Regions from separate parts of the Rattus norvegicus genome. Here region 2 is linked to region 1. The links are chromatin contacts, called in public Hi-C maps. All regions are on one chromosome and are shown on one strand. The core of a region is the stretch at or near the end of the contact, and the rest is flanking DNA. Distances in the headings are between cores, read along the strand shown. Region 1 has its middle 14 kb from the start of Fabp1. Region 2 has its middle 23 kb from the start of Cd8a.

Evidence for each region. Hi-C and Micro-C count contacts between places; a contact is called where the count stands out from the background.
Region 2: a Hi-C map of liver shows a contact between it and region 1, with 1.8 times the contacts expected there. The contact joins two enhancer-like sites. A contact is called at or near these places in 2 of 12 Hi-C or Micro-C datasets (both in liver).

The regions. Positions count from the first base shown.
Region 1 is chr4:104,733,920-104,736,659 of GRCr8, reverse strand. No RefSeq gene overlaps it. Among named protein-coding and RNA genes, the nearest start is that of Fabp1, 14 kb to the left of the region's middle. Within about 2 kb of position 1,444, at least 1 of the 93 cell types and tissues checked has an H3K27ac peak or open chromatin away from gene starts, as enhancers often do. A contact at or near this core is called in liver, where this site is marked.
Region 2 is chr4:104,899,972-104,902,671 of GRCr8, reverse strand. No RefSeq gene overlaps it. Among named protein-coding and RNA genes, the nearest start is that of Cd8a, 23 kb to the left of the region's middle. Within about 2 kb of position 1,296, at least 1 of the 93 cell types and tissues checked has an H3K27ac peak or open chromatin away from gene starts, as enhancers often do. A contact at or near this core is called in liver, where this site is marked.

The sequences.
Region 1 (2,740 bases), core at 195-2,694:
GCACAGGCAGGGAAGGACTTATTTAGCTTACACTTCATTAATGCAGGAAGTCAGAACAGGAACTCAAGCATGGCAGGAACCTGGAGGCAGGAGCTGATGCAGAGGCCATGGAGGGATTCAGCTCACTGAGTTGCTCCTCATGGCTTGCTCAGCTTACTTTCTTATAGAACCCAGGACCAACAGCCTAGAGGGGGGCATCACTTACAATGGGCTAGGCCCTTCCACACCCAGCACTAATTAAGAAAATGGTCTATAGCAGTGGTTCTTAACCGGTGGATCATGACCTCTTTGGGGATCAAACTCTTTTCACAGGGGTTTCCTAAGACCATCAGAAACACAGATATTTACATTATAATTCATAACAGTAGCAAATTACAGTTATGAAGTAGCAATGAAAACAATCTCATGGGTGGGGGTCCCCACAACACAAGGAACTGTAGGAAAGAATTGAACCATCGGGAAGGTTGAGAACCACTGCCCCACAGGCTTGCCTGCAGCCTGACCTGACGAAGGCATTTTTTCAAATGATGTTTCCTCCTCTCAGACGACTTTAGCTTGTAGGTGACATAAAACCAGTTGGCACAGCCGGTGAGTTTCTGAGGCTCCTAAATGTTTAAATAGCTAGCAGGTTTGAAAAAGAAGTTCTTACAAACAAAAGGACACATGTGGCACTCTTTGCTTTTGGCGCATCGGTATTGGGTTGGAAAGATTTTAACTTTTGGGAGATAAACATAAGAGTAAGTCAAGGGTCCAACTAGAGATGGTGGTTTGAAGGTTTGTAATGATAGTCGTGTTTATTTCCTTGTGCCTTTTATATGTGCATCTTTGTATCTCCGGGTCTTAAGAATGTTGTTGAGAAAGGCATTCAAGTCATATATGTTGACTGGCTGATTGGATAGATAAAAATAAACCAAGTACCACAAATTTCACTTTCAGGAGCCTCTTGTCAGGATCCTCGGTTACCTAAGGGAACAAAACAAAACAAAACAAAACAAAACAAAACAAGTCCTACAAAGAGTAAATATGAAACAACAAGATCTATGAGGAAAAGCCTGGAGTCAATTCAATGGCATCTTTATAAACATGTATGGAAGGGTTGGGGATACAGTTCAGCTGGTAGATCATTTACCTATCATGCATGAAGACCTAGGTTGCTACTCCAACATAGCATAAAACCAGATGTGACAGCACACGTCTATGCCATGGAGGCAGAGGAGAGAGGATCAGAAATATAATATACTCTACTATGTAGTGGTTCAAGACTGGGGTAGAGACCCTGTCAGCAAATAAAATAAGCAAACAACATTTCACAGAAACTCTAAAATCCATGCTTTTGGTGTGAAATGTTCTCAAGAAATAACAGAGAGAATACAGGATTCCATGGCATACACAGAACTTACAAAATGTACGTTGCCCACAGAGAGTGGTAAGACAGATCACCCCACTCGCTGATAGGTGTGTGTCTAGGGATCGTTTTTAATCACGTGAACAGCTCTGGCCCAAATTCCCTATTTCACCGAAGCTTTGACAATTCAGTTAAATTTCAACTACATTTTATTTGACTGAACTATTCCCTGATAACTTAAGAGTACCAGGGCTGTCAGTTCTCGCAGGCTTTGCTGATAATAGCATGGAACCGAGTTAGTTTTCAAAACCAGGGCAAAGGGAAACCTCAATGTCTTGAGCAAGAACAGCAATTCAAAGAGGGAAGCAAGCCTTTATTTACAGAGATGTATGGCCCTGGCGGGAACAGCCAGAATTCAATGGTGAACTTTATCCTACATGGCATAGCTCACCAATTTTCACTTATGCCCACAGGAAGAGTCAAGGTGTGATTAACTTTATTGTCCAATATTGCCTAGACTCACTCACGTCTAAGTGCATTTCTGAGCACCTGTTTGGCAGACGAGATGCTGACAATTCCCACATCTTATCAGAGAGAATCCTGCCTTGAGGGAAAGTATGTTGCCTGGGTTCACAGCCTCATGAGGCAACATGGAAGCCTTCTGAGAAAAATCCCCAGAGTCCTCTGCTCCCTAACAAGCTTTCCCTTCATAGCTTCCTCCTAAATGGAGGACAACATTGTGTTTGAATGAAGGACACTTCCCTGGGATTTGGAGAGTTCCCTTTTGTCTTAGGGTTACTGTTGCTGTGATGAAACACCATGACCAAAAACAACTTGGGGAAGAAAAGGTTTGTTTGGCTTACACTTCCACACTGTGGTCCATCACTAAAGGAAATCAAGACAGGAACTCAAACCGAGCCAGAACCTGGAGGCAGGAGCTGATGCAGGAGCCATGGAGGGGTGCTGTAAGCTAGTAAGCTAGCGTGCTCCTCGTGACTTGCTCACTCTGCTTTCTTATAGAACCTAGGACCACCAGCTCAGAAATGACTCCATCCCCATCAATCACTAATTAAGAATCACTGCTCTAATGGCTTACCAACAGTCTAATCTTATGGAGGCATTTTCTCAATTAAGGTTCCCTCCTCTCATATGACTTTAGCTTGTGTCAAGTTGACATAAAACAATCCAGCACACCCTTGCTACATCACTGGATAGTTTGGGTATCTGCAGTAGGCATAACATGTTTATTCCATGACCATCATAGAGTAGGCTACTGAAGCCTATAGTCTTGCCAATGAAGCAAGAACTAGACAGGGAGAGTTAGATCTATGGTAATGTTAATGTCACCTCAACACTATATGAGGGTGCAGGAATCTCACCCAGGACTCCAACCAT
Region 2 (2,700 bases), core at 47-2,546, 170 kb before region 1:
CCCCTCTCTTCCTTCCTTCCTTCCTTCCTTCCTTCCTTCCTCCCTCCCTCCCTCCCTCCCTTCCTTCCTCCCTCCCTCCCTCCCTCCCTCCTTCCCTTCCTCCCTTCCTTCCTTCCTCCCTCCCTTCCTCCCTTCCTCCCTTCCTCCCTCCCTCCTTCCCTTCCTCCCTTCCTCCCTCCCTCCCTTCCTTCCTTCCTTCCTTCCTTCCTTCCTTCCTTCCTTTGTTTCTTTTTCCTTTTCTATTTGTTTCGGTCTCTCACAGTTTGCAACTCCCTAAACTATAAACTCAAACTCATCAAACACTGACTGGGGTTCTGATCTCTGCTGTATTTTTTGTTTGTTTGTTTCCATCAATTTGACCTCTGGGTACCTTCTATAAGTAGAATCATATTATATTTGTCAAGATCAATTTTTAAAGTTTTCTGAAGTTAAGGATACAACTAAGAGGTCGAGAACTTGCTATATGAAGCTGTAGGTACAACGCAGAGAAGAAAAAGAAAAGAAGAGATGAGGAAAAATGAGAAAAGAAGAGAAGAGAAGAGAAGAGAAGAGAAGAGAAGAGAAGAGAAGAGAAGAGAAGAGAAAAGAAGGATCTCTCTCTAAACCGGCCGTGGTTGGTCTAAGCCTGTAAGCCTGCCATCCTAGTTCAGGGCCAACCTGGGATACATTTGATCCTCAAAAAAGTCCAAAGCAAGCCTGAGCTCTCAGATAATAAGGATCAAACCCCGATCTGCCTGTATTTTAAACATGGTCCTTGCTTGATGTTGATTCTTGCTGTGCACTAATGACGTGTGTGGGTGCTGATCTGGGTTAAGCTGTACCCAAGCAGCTTTGGAGGTGACAGGACAGTGGGACAGAAAAGGCAGAGAGGACAGAGCGAGCCTGAGATGGCCCAGACACTTGCTGGGGGCTGGGAACTGAGATGGGTGTGTCTGCCTCTCTGTGCTCCCTTCCTCTGCTCCAACAAGCACAAAGGTTTGGGGTGTTGTAGGGTAGAGAGCTGCCCTATGTGGCATCCCCACAATAAAGGGTGCAGGTGTGCAGCTGGGAGCGTGGGGTTGGGGGGCAGAGGCTCTGTCTGACTCCCCTCAACTCTGGGGAGGCAAACTACTCTCTCCTCAAAGGTCCTTCTCAGTCACTTCTTAGGCCATTTCGAACTCCCTTGGGAGCCTAGGGTACAGTGGACCCTTTGGTCATTTTAATCTGACTCCACTTGAATGGGTAACTGTCACAACAAACCCAGGCCACACAGAGACGGAGGCTTGTGCCAGGCTTGCTGTTCCAGTGATTGTGCTAGAGCCAACGGCTTCCCTGGCTGCAGATACATGGACATGTGCCAGGTGGGAAAGAACATGGCAGGTAGATGCCCTGGGTTCTGTGACCTGGAAGCCCGAGATGGAGCCTGGTCATTGTCCTATTGGCTGGTGAGTTGCCCCCGATACCACAGGTATATAAAAGGAAACCAAAAGGAAAAAAAATGTACCCTCAACATCAGGAAAGAAAAGGTGATTTATTTCTCTTCTCCCTTAAGTCTAAATGGTGCATAAGCCAAACGGGAGTTGTAGGAGCTCCAGAAAGGCTATCCTGACCTACTCACTTCTTGTTTATCCTTCACCCACGTTTTACTGCCGTCGCCTCATTGCAGCAGGCTTCATGGCGTAGCATCATCAGCCATCTCCGAAGGCAACAGGAGTAACTGCACACCCCACCCTCCAGGAGAAGACGCAAGCATCACTTGGTCCAGAACCAGAGCTCTTACCTGAATGGAGTCATCTCTGACTGGAGCTTGTGGAGGGACCCATCCGGACAGCACCCTCTTGCTCTGATGAATCTGTAGACAAAGTAGGTTGAGGCACCCTTATTTTCGGGTGGCTTGTAGAAGGTGTCATTATCATATGTTTATGTACCCTTGAAAACCAGGGAGGAAGTGTGGTCTTGGGAGGTGTTCCACAGTGCCAGTAAGGAGACCCGAGTTTTCTTTCTAGCTGCACTCCTTCCCCGAGGAGGCCATCTGAGCTTCAGCAGGGGAGAGGGCATCACCCCTGCACCTTAGCTAGACAGCAACCCCACCCCCTAGTTGTGTGGCCAAGTGATGGAACTTTGAAACCGTGTGTGCTTCCCAACAATGAAAACAAGAAAAGAGTTACTCTACTGAGCAAAAAACCCAGCAGTAGCCCACTAAGAACTCTGAGTGCCCAGCCATGGGCTTGCGACCAGGTTCACAGTAGCAGGCATGATTTCTCCCCTGGAGAAAAGGCCTTAAATCCAACCAGAAAGTAACTGGTTACCACATACCTCTGTGCCACCATCACACCCGAGGGCGTATCATGCCTAGCAGGTTAGCAGTATAGCTCACAGGGTCAGCAGCTGGGTGAGACGTCGGTGACAATTCTCTCCTGGAAGCCTGCACATCACCCCCTGGCTCTATGAAAGCTATCAGCAAGGAGGAAGCCTCCAGCTGAGTCCTCTCATGATTCTTCTATGCCCTGCAACAGAAACATTTGCTGTCTTCAGTGACGGGGTCTCATTGTCTACTTCTAGTGGCAATGCCCTAAATTGTTTAGGATAAACTCTCAAACGTGGACTTCCTTGCAAACAGAGGACTATTCTGAGAAGCTTGGTAAACAGAAACCACTGGTCAGTTCACAGGAACAATGTTGAAATCAGCACAGAAATTGGCCTCCTTGCATTATTTACCTC